Linked DNA regions of Sus scrofa: region 2 is linked to region 1. Evidence: chromatin contacts called from public HiChIP or PLAC-seq data. All regions are on one chromosome and are shown on one strand. Each heading gives the region's core, a stretch centred on a gene start, on an enhancer-like site or on the middle of the called end of the contact. The rest is flanking DNA. Distances are from core to core; before and after follow the strand shown. Region 1 overlaps STPG4. Region 2 overlaps TTC7A (tetratricopeptide repeat protein 7A).

Region 1 (6,342 bases), core at 527-3,026:
CAAGTGGAGGATGAAAATGGTGATGTTGACTCTCCTGACTTCAATCAACTAAAGCTTGGATTCTGTCAACCTTGGCCCCAGTTCTCTGATGAATTCTCCTCCGCTCAAGCCCCTTCATGATAACATATGGGCCCTTAGCTTAAAACTTCCCCAGTTTTGCTCTTGGGGAGACACTGCTTTGGGAAAGCAGTGTCTTTGGGTGTTCTCCTTACTTGCTGCAATTAGTAAGTCCTGCCCTTCTCCTGCTCTTTGGCTTGGTTCTATCTTTTGGTTCAACAACCACCAAGAGGAAAAACTCAGCTTTTGGGATCAATGGATTTACAGATTGGGAAGAACGGAAAAACTGTTGAGGCTGGGAGACAAGAGGAAGTGAGGCAGAAGATTAGGGGAGAGTGATCAGAGTGGGATGCATGCAGCTGAGATTATGGAGGGTGAAATGATCGGTGTTGAAGAAAATCTAAGGCGTGAGCGGCTGATGGAGGAGAGAGTTCAAGAAATTGAGAAGCCAGATTTGGAAAATCATCATTGTCTATTGTGTACTGAAATTATGACAGGAGTAGTGGAAAGAGTGCCAAGGAGCAAAGGGAGCCAAAATCATCCAGACATGAGGTGCCAGAACCCAGGGATTAGTGGATGACGGCAACACAGGGGAAAAGTGGGTCATAAAACTACATAAGGAAGAGAGATGGTGCCACTTTTGTATGTGTGTTCTAAAATAAAAACATTACTTCTCTAATAAGAAAACACAGATTGTAAAAATTGCAGATCCATGATCAAATACTCTTTGGAAAAAGCCAGATACAGATGATTGCACACGCACACACACACACACGAAAGGATTCTTTGATACAGGTTCTCCAGTTGAGTTACATGCTTCAGAATCAAGGTATTAAAAATAGTAAGAGATGCAAACTATTGCCTTTGGAATGGATTAGCAATGAGATCCACTGGGAACTATGTCTAGTCACTCATGATGGAGCATGATAATATGAGAAAATAGAATCTATACACATAGGTGTAACTGCGTCACCATGCTGTACAGCAGGAAAAAAAATTGTACTGGGGAAATAACAATTAAAACAAACAAAACAAAACAAAATAGAGCTTTCTTACAAATAAAGAACAGCACTAATGAGGTATAACATAAATAATCTACGAAATTTAGGGCACTTGAGAATGTTGCTCTACCTCAATAAATAACAATGATGTATACTGTATTCACCTTAAATTCAAATTATTATTTTACTGAATCCTATTTAAAAAACTGAAGTTTGAATTTCATTGGTGCTGCGTAAGCAGTGTTACATCTGAATAGCCCTCCTCTTAATGACTGTATTGTCATATATCTTTGAAACAGAAAAGTAGGAAATCACTTAACTCTCCCAGTTTCCAGAGCTCAAGCCTTTGTGGGAGAGGGGGAGAAAGAGGAGAAAGGAACAGGAAAGTTACGTTTTCAGAAGGTTTTATCCAGCCCTTTGGGTAAGCCAAATTCTTTTGGTCTTTTAAAGCTTTAAATTTTGCCTAATACCAACCATGTAGATTTTCTACTTTCGACACTGGGCCCAGCGTTACCCTCAGAAACCTCTAAAAGCCAGCAGAGAAGCACCAGGAGGCGGTGGAGGCTGAGGCAAAATGCTCTCGCCTTGGAGGTGGCCAGAACGATCTCGCACGTCGCCAAGCTACCTGATACTAAGCCGTAAACGTCTAAGCATAATTTAGTGTTTGTATTCATCTGCCGAGGCGAACAGGATAAGATTAACCCGATGAGCATTTATCATTCTGCCCGGTGTCAAAGCTATAATTTGCAAAGCCGTAGGAAGGGTTCACGCTTGGGATACATGTGCTCATCCGGCTGGAAAGATTTCTAGTCCATCCTAATAACCACAACCCCTTTCCATTTAGTTCAACCTCCGGTTGCAATGCATCTACTCCGGGTATCACCATATTATGCTGACACGGTTGTAAAGCCTGGTACTATTTTTGGCTCCTTTGTAAATGGACGCTATTAAGGCCCAAAGTCCCAAATAACAAAGTCCAAATCCCAACACTGGCCCTTGGGCTCAGAAGCCTTCAGTTGAAAGTACTATCTCGCCTATTTATTTATTTATTTATTTATTTATTTATTACTTATTTCTTTTGCCTTTTTTAGGGTTGCATCCACGTCATATGGAGGGTCCCAGGCTAGGGGTCAAATCGGAGCTACAGCTGCCGGCCTACACCACAGCTCACGCAACGCCAGATCCTTAACCCACTGAGAGAGGCCAGGGATCGAACCCGAATCCTCATGGATCCTAGTCGGGTTTGTTAACTGCTGCACCACGTCGGAACTCCTGTGTCACCTATTTGTTAGCTATGCGCCTATGACCCTGCTGCTTCATCTCTATTCACCTCAGTTTTCTCATCTGTAAAAGGGGGATAGCATCTGTTTTGCTGGTTTCAGAATGCCTGCGAAGAACTACTAAGAAAATATATGTGGAAGCTCACAGTAAACTATTAAGAGCCACATGGAGGAGTTCCCGTAGTGGCTCAGTGGTTAACGAATCTGACTAGGAACCATGAGGTTGTAGGTTCGATCCCTGGCCTTGCTCAGTGGGTTAAGGATCCAGCATTGCTGTGAGCTGTGGTGTAGGTTGCAGACGCGGCTCAGATCCCGCGTTGCTGTGGCTCTGGTGTAGGCCGGCAGCTACAGCTCTGTTTCCACCCCTAGCCTGGGAACCTCCGTATGCCACAGGAAGTGGCCCTAGAAAAGGCAAAAAGACGGAAAAAAAAAAAAAAAAAAAGAGCCACAAGGAGTGAGGGTGGGGGATAAATTGGGAGGATGGGATTAACACATACACACTACTATGTATAAAACAGACAACCAACAAGGACCTACTTATAGCACAGGGAGGTCTACTCAATGTTCTATAGTAACCTATACGGGAAAAAGGAATGGATATATGTATAACTGACTCACTTTGCTGTACGCGTGAAACTAATACATTATAAAACAACTATACTCCAATAAAAAATTTTGTTTTTGTTTTTTAGGGCTGCACCCACGGCATATGGAAGTTCCCAGGCTAGGGGTCCAATCGGAGCTGTAGCTGCCAGCCTACACCACAGCCACAGCAACGCCAGATCCGAGCCGCTTCTGTGACCTACACCACAGCTGACAGCAACACCAGATCCTTAACCCACTGAGCAAGACAAGGGATCGAACCTATGTCCTCATGGATGCTCATCAGATGTGTTAGCCACTGAGCCATGATGGGAACTCCTCCAATAAAATTTTTTTTTAAATAGAAAAAAAAAAAAAAAAAAGCCACAGGAATGTTATCTTGTATCCAAAGTCCAGGGAGCTCAGCTTTTGAATCCCACCCGACACTGAACTCTCCCCTGGCATTTCCTGCTACACTATTTATCTCAGCCCTTGATCTATTCTTGTATTGTTACTGAACTATTTCCCAGTCAGGAACATCTTCCCTCCACAGAGCCTAGCAGGGCTATAAGCCCAGCAGGCTCTACATTCTCAATATCACGCATGGTCTGGTAGAGCTGAGAGGACAATCTGACCCTCCTGGTACCACATTTCTATAAGAAATTCTTCCCAAAGCTTCCTTACTGTCCAAAGTTATATTCACGCTCTAATAAGGGGACTGCTCACCAAAAGGCAGGGCTTTCTCTTTAGAAGAAGAGGGCACACTGATAAAGTGCTTAAAGATGCCAGGAGTATGGCCCCATTACACACAAGACCCCAGGGGCTCCTCACGTCAGGGGAACCCTGCCGAGAGACCCCAGCGAAGGAAAAAAAATTTCCCCATGTACTCACTTTAGTTAAGGAGTTCTCATAGGGAAAAATCTTGCTGGGCATATTTGCAAATGAGGCAGCCTTTTGTTTGATGCCTGAAGGAAATAAGGCATCCTCCAGGTGTTCAATTTCTCCTGGGGAAGATACACTTTGAGGAGAGAGAATTCTTTCCTCGGGGCCTCTTGAGAGCTTTCCCACACCAAGTCAACAGCTAGTAGTGCTTTACCTGATCTCTGTAAACCAGCGTGCTGGGACTTGATCGCGGTTTGTCTTTAAATGAGTAAGTGGCTATTTGCTTCTTTAACAAGTCCAAGAAGTCAGGAGGCATGTACTGGGGAAGGTCATTTGGTACTGGATCGTTTCTTTGCACGAGAGGTGGTTTTCCCCGTCCTTCGTTTTTAAAACCGTAGGTTGCTATCACTGGATTTAATAGAGATTCTTCAATAAAGGTTTTCAAGTGGTAAGTGCCAGGATTAGGAGTGTTCTGGGGAGGAGTGACATCATTTTTCAGGTCAGTGTGTACACTGGTAACATCTTCTAAAGCATCATTCTTGGAAAGGCCACCTCTAAGTGGCCTTTTTTAAAGTTTAATTATTTATTTATTTATTTTTTTCTTTTTTTCTTTTTGTCTTTCCTAGGGCAGCTTCCCACGGCATATGGAGGAGGTTCCCAGGCTAGGGGTCGAATTGGAGCTGTAGCCGCTAGCCTACACCAGAGCCACAGCAATGAGGGATCCGAGCCGCGTCTGCGACCTACACCACAGCTCAAGGCAACACCAGATCCTTGACCCACTGAGCAAGGCCAGGGATCAAACCCGCAACCTCATGGTTCCTAGTCGGATTCTTTAACCACCGCGCCACGATACGAACTCCTAAAGTTTAATAAAATTCTTATCGAATGTAGTAAACGCTCCCAACAGAACAATATTTCAAGGCAAGCATGATGATTTCCTCCTTTTTGAGACAACTGCTAAGTTATAACAAATGGGTTATGGCCATAAAGTTTTAAATTTTAAAAATTTTCAAAATGTAGTTTCAGAGATACTTAAACTTGAGATTCAGTTTGACTATAAATGTCAGGTCTTTCATGGAACTCCTCAGGCTAAGTTTCATGACTAAATAGAAGTTATCCTACTTCTGCTGAGTCGATACCACATGTTTCTTTCTAGCCCTAAAGAAAGGATAGTATCATGAGACCGAGGATGAACTGGTAGAACACAGGGTCTCATCAGTCCTGTAAGAGGTTTGGTACTTTCAAATCACAACCACAGGATGGCTGAATGGCCAGACCTGACAGTTCGGTTACCATTGTTTTTGGGGCCATCTTTCTACTGAGCTCTCAGCTCAGGTCCACCATTGAAACTGATTCAATTCCAAGATGGCTTTGGTCCCTGGGCCCCTCTGCTGCAGAAAGGTACGAATAGAAAATATTTCTACCACATAGAAACGATATATCTCGAGAGGGGGATCTTTGGATCACCTTTGTTTCATATCTTACCACCTTGTTTTCATATATTGACCACGTTAATAAAAGTTATCACAGGCTCTTACTTTTTTTCTTTTTAGGGCCCCACTTGGGCCATGTGGAGGTTCCCAGACTAGGGGTTGAATCAGAGCTGCAGCCACTGGCCTATACCACAGCCACAGCAACTTGGGGTGTGAGCCAAGTCTGAGACCTACACCACAGCTCATGGCAACACCAGATCCCCAACCCACTGAATGAGGCCAGGGATCAAACCCGCATCCTTATGGATCCTAGCTGGATTTGTTAACCGCTGGGCCATGAAGGGAACTTCACAGGCTCTTACTTTTTATCTAACATAAAAACTGAAACCAAACTCCTTTCTAGAGTGCATGCTTTTTCTTCCTTGTGTAATCTCACCAAGATCATAAGCTAGATTGACTTTATCAAGATATCCTGTAAAATACCTAGATCCCTAGAGTTTTTTTTTTCCTAGAGTTGTTTTACTTCCAAGATTTTATTGCACTCCAAATTTAATTTCTCAGTCACATGTAGATACCAAAACTATAAGTATGAAATGAGGCTCACATAGATTTGAATAACCATTGTTTTCTGACAATTAAGTAATAGTAAGACTGATTAAAACACTAATAGGAGTAAGAATAATTTGAAAAGAAAAGGCTGAAAATATACGTACTGTTAATGCTATTCTCCACCATCCTTCTCTTTCCAAAGATGATGTCTTCTGGGTTGGTTTCTATTAATAAACATAAAATGTGCTTATTCATTTGAGAAGTGATCCCTGGAAGTTAAATATCACTTATAAAACATTTTTTTTTAAACTTTTTTGGCTTTTAGGGTTGCACCCATGGCAAATGGAGGTTCCCAGGCTAGGGGTCCAATCAGAGCTGTGGCTGCTGGCCTACGCCACAGCCACAGCAACTCGGGATCCGAGCCGCATCTGCAACCTACACCACAGCTCACAGCAACACTGGATCTATGACCCACTGAGCAAGAGATCAAACTGTAACCTCATGGTTCCTAATCAGATTCATTTCCACTGTGCCATGATGGGAACTCCTATAAAACAT
Region 2 (6,130 bases), core at 2,103-4,602, 130 kb before region 1:
ATGAGGAAAGTAAGGGGCAGGACAGGCACATGCCTTGGTCAAGGTCACATGCTAATACTCCTCGAAGCCGCGGTTCAGATCACATCTGTGATTCACTGACTGCTTTGATTCTTAGTTTTCTCATCTGTAGAAGGGCCAAGATCAGATCTGGCCAAGATGAAGAGGAAGGCAATGTTCGGATCAGATCTGGGTAACTTCGAGGATCAAGTGAGGAAGGGTTTTAGGGGTTGGGGGGGTTCTCTGTAAACAAGGATATGGCTGTCCATGTGAGGATGGGCTCTGTCCCCGCAAGCATTTTCTTTTTTCTTTTTCTTCTTAGGGCCACATGTGTGGCATATGGAGCTTCCCAGGCTAGGGGTCCAATCAGAGCTGCAGCCGCCGGTCTACACCACAGCCATAGCCACGTGGGATCTGAGCCTTGTCTGTGACTTACACCGTAGCTCACAGCAATCTGAGTGAGGCCAGGGATTGAACCCGCATCCTCACAGATGCTAGCTGGGTTCGTTACTACTGAGCCACAGTGGAAACTCCCGCAAGCATTTTCTGTGGCTGCTGTTTGATCTGGGTGCCCAGAAGCAGAGTTCACGTGCTTTTCTATTAAAGTCATGCCCCCCTCAAACCCTCAAGGTGCCCTGTATCTCAAAGGTGGCCCACACTTGGAGCCGAGGTGAATTTTCCCAAATATGTGGTTCTCCTCCAAGCAGCAGGTGTCTGGCCACCCGGCCTGCACAGGCGATGTTGCGGCGGGTGGGGTGGGGGGTCTAGGCCTGCTGGCCAGGGGGGTGTCATGGGAATTCCATGTGGCTCTCAAGGCAGAGGAAGCGCTCAGATGCTGCATATGCCGTAGCTGGTGGTGGAAGGCTCTCTTCCGGAGCTGGTTGGTTGGTTTCCTGCTTGCACCCAGCCTGTCAGGCATCCAGAAGCTTAAGGTATTTGAGAGAGGATATTGGCAATGGGCATAGCCTTGATGTCTCATCCGCTGAGGGCTTTCCGCCCGGGATCCAAATCTGGCCACTGGGGCTCCGAGCAGTTTATCAGAATGACCAAACTGCCTCTGACTTGTCATTTACCCTGGTTTTACCCCCTCCTTCCTGGCAGGTCACATTCTCCATCAGCTGTGGGCGCCCCTGCCAACGTCCTGGGCCCCGGCTCTGACCCCTCAGCTGACCCCCAAGGCTCCACCTGGCCTCCGGGTACCAGCAGGGTTTTCTTCATCTCCCTTTTATGCTGTTGGATGTGGCTGCAGCTGATAGGGAGAAGCGGCTAGACGCAGGCGGCTGCCTTGGCTGCTCTTTGGGTTCTCGTAATCCTTGCAGAATTCATTATCCCGCAGGAAAAGCTGTTCCAGCCCTACCCGCGCAGGAGGCATAATCATCGCAGCTCTCCACCTCTGGGGTCTCCAGAGCAGCTGCTGCAGGAGAGGGTGTCTGTGGGTTTCCTGAGCGCGTCAGCCCCTGTTTTATGGTGTAGAACTCAAGGGAAGAAGTGCATGGGGTCTGGGTGTGGACCTGGTCCTAACGTAGGTAGAGCGTTTGTTTTGTGCTCAGTGTGATTGGAATGAACAGGGAAGTCCTTGTCTTTCAAGAGGTAAAGAGAAGCCCCTGCAAATGCTTTCACCGAAATGCAAAGGCCGTGCGTTACTGCTGGCCAAAGGATACTTGTCTTTTGGACCCAGTTGTGAGTTTGGGGGACCAAAAGGACATGTAAAAATGCCCACCCGCCTACCCACCTACACATCTCCCCATCTATCCAGTTTAGTCTGAGCAGCGACAGTCTGCCAGCCGCTCGGCGCTGGAGATACGATGACAAACAGCTAAATCATAGCCCTTGTCCCAGATGTCCCCCCACCTAGTGGAGTGTGTGTGTGTCTAGGGACATGGAGGAACTCTTGGTCCCCAACTCAGAAGGAAATATTTCAACCTGATGAAACCCACATGCGTAGTTTCATTTTCAAAAGAACCGTGTATCAAAATCAGCCTGATTTTCTCAGTTGGGTAGCCAGGAGGTACAGGATTCTGCCATTTCTAATTTTTCTTTTCTTTTTTTTTTTTTTTTTTGTCTTTTAGGGCCGCACCTGCAGCATATCCAAGTCCCAGGCTAGGAGTCAAATCAGGGTTGCAGCTGCTGGCCTGTGCCACAGCCACAGCAACGCCGGATCTGAGCCACATCTGTGACCTACATCACAGCTCACAGCAACACTGGATCATTAACCCCCTTAGAGAGGCCAGGGATCAAACCTGTGTCCTCATGAATGCTAATCAGATTCGTTTGCACTGAGCCATGACAGGAACTCCTTATTTTTTAAATTTATTTTTATTCTTCATTTTATGACCATAGTGTGCTGGGCTTGATGTGGGGTCTTAGGTCCCAGACCAGGGATTGAACCTGGGCCACAGTGGTGAAAGCACCTGATCATAACCACTAGACCACTGGGGAACTCCTATCTGAAATCTTGATCTAAGGCATAAAAAATAGGTGCTACAACAAACTGAATCCTTGGGGCCTTGTTTCATTAGCCAGAGGAGAAGTTAGTGCTGGTGCTTGGCAACTGAAAGGACACCAAGGCTCAGCTCGAGTGAGGCTGGGTGGGTGGTGAGCCTCTGGGCCTTGGCATCCTGCAGATTAACAGACTGACCTCCAAGGCCAAGGGCAGGCATCCAGTGATTTGAATCTTGACTTGGCCATTCACAACCTGTCTAGCCTGGGCACGTTCCTTACCTCCCTGATCCTCAGCTTTCTCATCGGTAAAATGGAGCAAATAGGGTCTCTCCTGAATCAGGTCTCTCTTGCAGTGATGGGGTGGCTGGCATAAGGAAATGAATGTGAAAATGCCTGGTACATTGTGGATGTTCAGTGCGTATTCATTTCATCCTGTTAAATACTTGGTTCTGACTCAGTCATTTTATTTGTCTTTTGTCTTTTTAGGATTGCATCTGCGGCACATGGAGGTTCCCAGGCCAGGGGTCTAATTGGAGCTACAGCTGCCGGCCTACACCACAACCACAGCAACACCAGATCCAAGCCGCGTCTGCGACCTACACCATAGCTCATGGCAACGCCAGATCCTTAGCCCACTGAATGAGGCCAGGGACCAAACCTCATTCCTAGTCGGATTTGTTTCCGCTGCGCCACGACAGGAACTCCATGACTCAGTCATTTTAGAAAACATTTGGGTTCAGGTCTGGTTGGGAGGAAAATTGGTTTGAGGATGCCATTTGATTTAAAAAAAAAAAAAAAAAAAAAAAAAGCTTCCTGGGCTTGATTCCATTTGGGACTTGGCGGATGAGCACAGGTTGTTCTAGCTTCTGGCACCCGGTTTGCTCTAACATGAGGCCCTGCTGTGCTGCAAAGGAAAAGGGTCAGTTAGCGCTGCCAGCTCAGGTCACTGGGGACAGTAGAGGTGGGAGAGCCTTGTGCCCTCACTGGTGGGATGATTTCTGCTTCAGGAGCCCAAGGCACAGGGGAGCAGGGCCTGGCATGGGGCTGGCCAGGGACCCTGGGAGGGTGGGACACATCACAGCATGTTATTTCTTGGCTCTGTAGACTGGCAGCTGGAGATCTGGTGATAATTATGTCTGCTGGTGGGGGACAAGTGACAGCACGGGCAGGCTCTGACAGCATCCTCCAGGGAGGGGCAAGCCCCATGCCAGATGCCGCCAGGAGGCTTCTTCCTGGGGTGATGGTTGTTGGGGGGTGAGTGGCAGACCCTGAGGCTGGTTCTTGACCAGATCAGAGGCAGTCTCCAAGGACAGGGCTGAGCAGAGCCCTGGACACATGTCCAAGGGGCTTGTTCTCCGCAGAGAAGCAGCATCTGGTGCCTGAATGAGAAAGCCCAGCCTTATGTTTTGCTTTGGTGCTTCCCTAGGCAGAGCCATCCCAGGCCTCTGGTGGCATGAACGGAGGCACTTAGAGGCAAGGGAAGAGCCAGAGTGAAGTCAGAATGTCTGTGTTCTAGTCAGGGTCCTGAACCCCCTGTTTGTATGCCTCAGGGAGCCTCCCTGGTCTGTCTGGGCCTCGGTTTTCTCATCTATAAAATCGGACAATAGAACAGGAGCTGGTCGTTGTATTATGAGATACCACTTAGAAAGTGCTCCGCAAGTTGGTTCCCTCCTCCTACCCTGTTTGTTTGCAGGATCAGAGAGGAGAGACGAGGCTGGGCAAAGTGAAGGTCAGTGCCGTCCAGGGCCCTGCAGCCAGCGTTGTCAGAAATGGGGCTGGCAGAGGAGGCCCAGGAGGCTGCAGGTACTCAGGGCAGCGGAAGCTGCCCTGGACTGGCCGCCGGAGGGTTCAGTCTTAATTCCTGGGGACCTTGCACAAGTGTGTTCATCCCCTGGGGCTCGGTTTCCCCATCTGCAAAAGGGGCATCCGTGATTTCATCCCGCCCCTCTGTGGGGTTACTGTGAGGCCAGACGAGATGCCGGCCGTGGTAACTCAGCTCCTAAAACGCATGGCACACGCATAAGGAATGGCTATTTGAGCCAGAACCACCCTGCCTGAGGAGTTTCACATGGGCTGGCCGGCTTTAGGGAATGGAGGTGTTCCTTGTGGGTGTTTTCTCGAGGCCCCATGTTTGCTTCATGGATGGAGAGGCCCAAAGACAATGGGTCATGCTGAATCGTGGGGGGATGAGGTGGAGCATGTTTGGCTTTTCTTTGGCTTTTCCTTTCCTGGCTGGCCAGAGGCCTGGGGCAAATGTCCCTCAGTATGGGGAGGCTGCCCCTGGGAGGACAGCAGAGAGCCCAAGACTAGGGACAGGGACAGCTGCTGAGCCCTGCTTGGGATTAAGTGCACCCCCAGTGGTAGGAGTGGGGGGTTTTGCAGGGGAAAGTGTAGGACGACAACCTGCCCTCCTTCCAAGGCGAGTCAGGAGTCTGGTGTTAAGAACATGTAGTGTCTGTGTAATTTATGTCTGTCACTGCACTTGATCTGGAAGATTTCCTTGTGAAGACACTGCAGTGGTGGAAGAGAAAGAGTGTGGCTGAGACTGGTTCAAGGCAGGCTGCTGATGGGGCTAGAGGTATTAAGCAGCCTAAGCGGGGTGAGCCCAGCAGAGGAGGGAGGGGCACAGCCAGGGCGCCCTGGGCAGGGGCTTGAAGCCCCCAGAGAGACTGAAGGCTGCTCTGGCTCCTGAGCTGCACATGAATTCCTACCGCGTGGACGGCCCCCTTGCTTTTTTCTGCCCCTTCTCCCCCTCCACCCCGTTGCCATGGCTACATACACACCCGCTGCCCAGCTGCCCTGCAAACGCTGAAGTGGTTCACCGCAGCCCTGCCCCAAAACCATGGCAACCTCTCAGCAAACTTCTGCTTTTGGTTGTCCTTTGGGGACCCGCGCTTTCCTCTTGGCACAAGTGCCAAGTCCCAAGGACCCTTGAGAAGGTGCCTTCCCCACTGTCTGCCTGTTGGGGGAGGGGCTGTCCCCAGGCGGAGGAGATGCTCCTGGGATCCCCACTTCTGTGACCCAGTGCTTGCCCAGCCCCGTGCTGGAAATCCACGCCTCCCTCCCACCAGGCACGCATATTCAGAGACACTGTTCTGGGTCAAGGTCAAGGTCTAGGGCAACAGGAGGAAGTTGCCACACCAGGCCCAGAAATCTTTCTCTCTCTCGAATGTCACTTGTAAGTGCCCTGTGTGGGCCTCTGCTGGGGCTGGGAGGCGAGAGTTGAGTGAGATGCATCCTTGCCCTGAGGACTGATGCCAGTGGGGTCCAGGGTTCAGGGTGGGGGGAGGATGAGGGGGGCGCCCAGCCTCCCCTGACAAGATGAGTCAGGGTCAGTGGCAGAAGGAAGGGGTCCCCGAGTTGAGTTGAAGGAGCCAGAAGGCATCCACGTTGACAAAGGGAACAAAGACAGGCCTTGGTGAGGAGCGGGAGCCACAGGAAAGGACTTGGTACCTGCTGGAGAGAAGCTGGCCCGGTGGGCAGGGCCTGGAGCTCAGACTGCCCTGGTGGGGGTGGTGGGGGCTGCTGCACTTGGAGGACAGACCAACCAGAGCTCACTGCCCACCATCCCCTGCATGAGACTAGGCTGCATGGCTGGGTCCCCAGTCCTGGAGGTGCCTGGCAGGGGGCCTACCCCTGTGGGCTGCCTGCCCTGCCCCCTTTCCCCCCAGCCCAGAGGTCTAGGTCAGAT

The links. HiChIP or PLAC-seq counts read pairs in DNA pulled down with a chosen protein or histone mark.
Region 2: an H3K27ac HiChIP or PLAC-seq map of skeletal muscle shows a contact between it and region 1. The contact joins two enhancer-like sites. A contact is called at or near these places in 2 of 2 datasets of contacts at active chromatin or transcription factors (alveolar macrophages and skeletal muscle).

The regions. Positions count from the first base shown.
Region 1 is chr3:93,392,160-93,398,501 of Sscrofa11.1, reverse strand. STPG4 reads right to left here. Exons shown (of 7, transcript XM_003481221.4): 2 at 5,949-6,008; 3 at 4,017-4,274. Among named protein-coding and RNA genes, the nearest start is that of STPG4, 8.8 kb to the right of the region's middle. Within about 2 kb of position 1,776, at least 1 of the 83 cell types and tissues checked has an H3K27ac peak or open chromatin away from gene starts, as enhancers often do. A contact at or near this core is called in skeletal muscle, where this site is marked.
Region 2 is chr3:93,526,558-93,532,687 of Sscrofa11.1, reverse strand. All of the region lies in intron 8 of TTC7A (tetratricopeptide repeat protein 7A), which reads left to right. Among named protein-coding and RNA genes, the nearest start is that of TTC7A, 62 kb to the left of the region's middle. Within about 2 kb of position 3,352, at least 6 of the 83 cell types and tissues checked have an H3K27ac peak or open chromatin away from gene starts, as enhancers often do. A contact at or near this core is called in skeletal muscle, where this site is marked.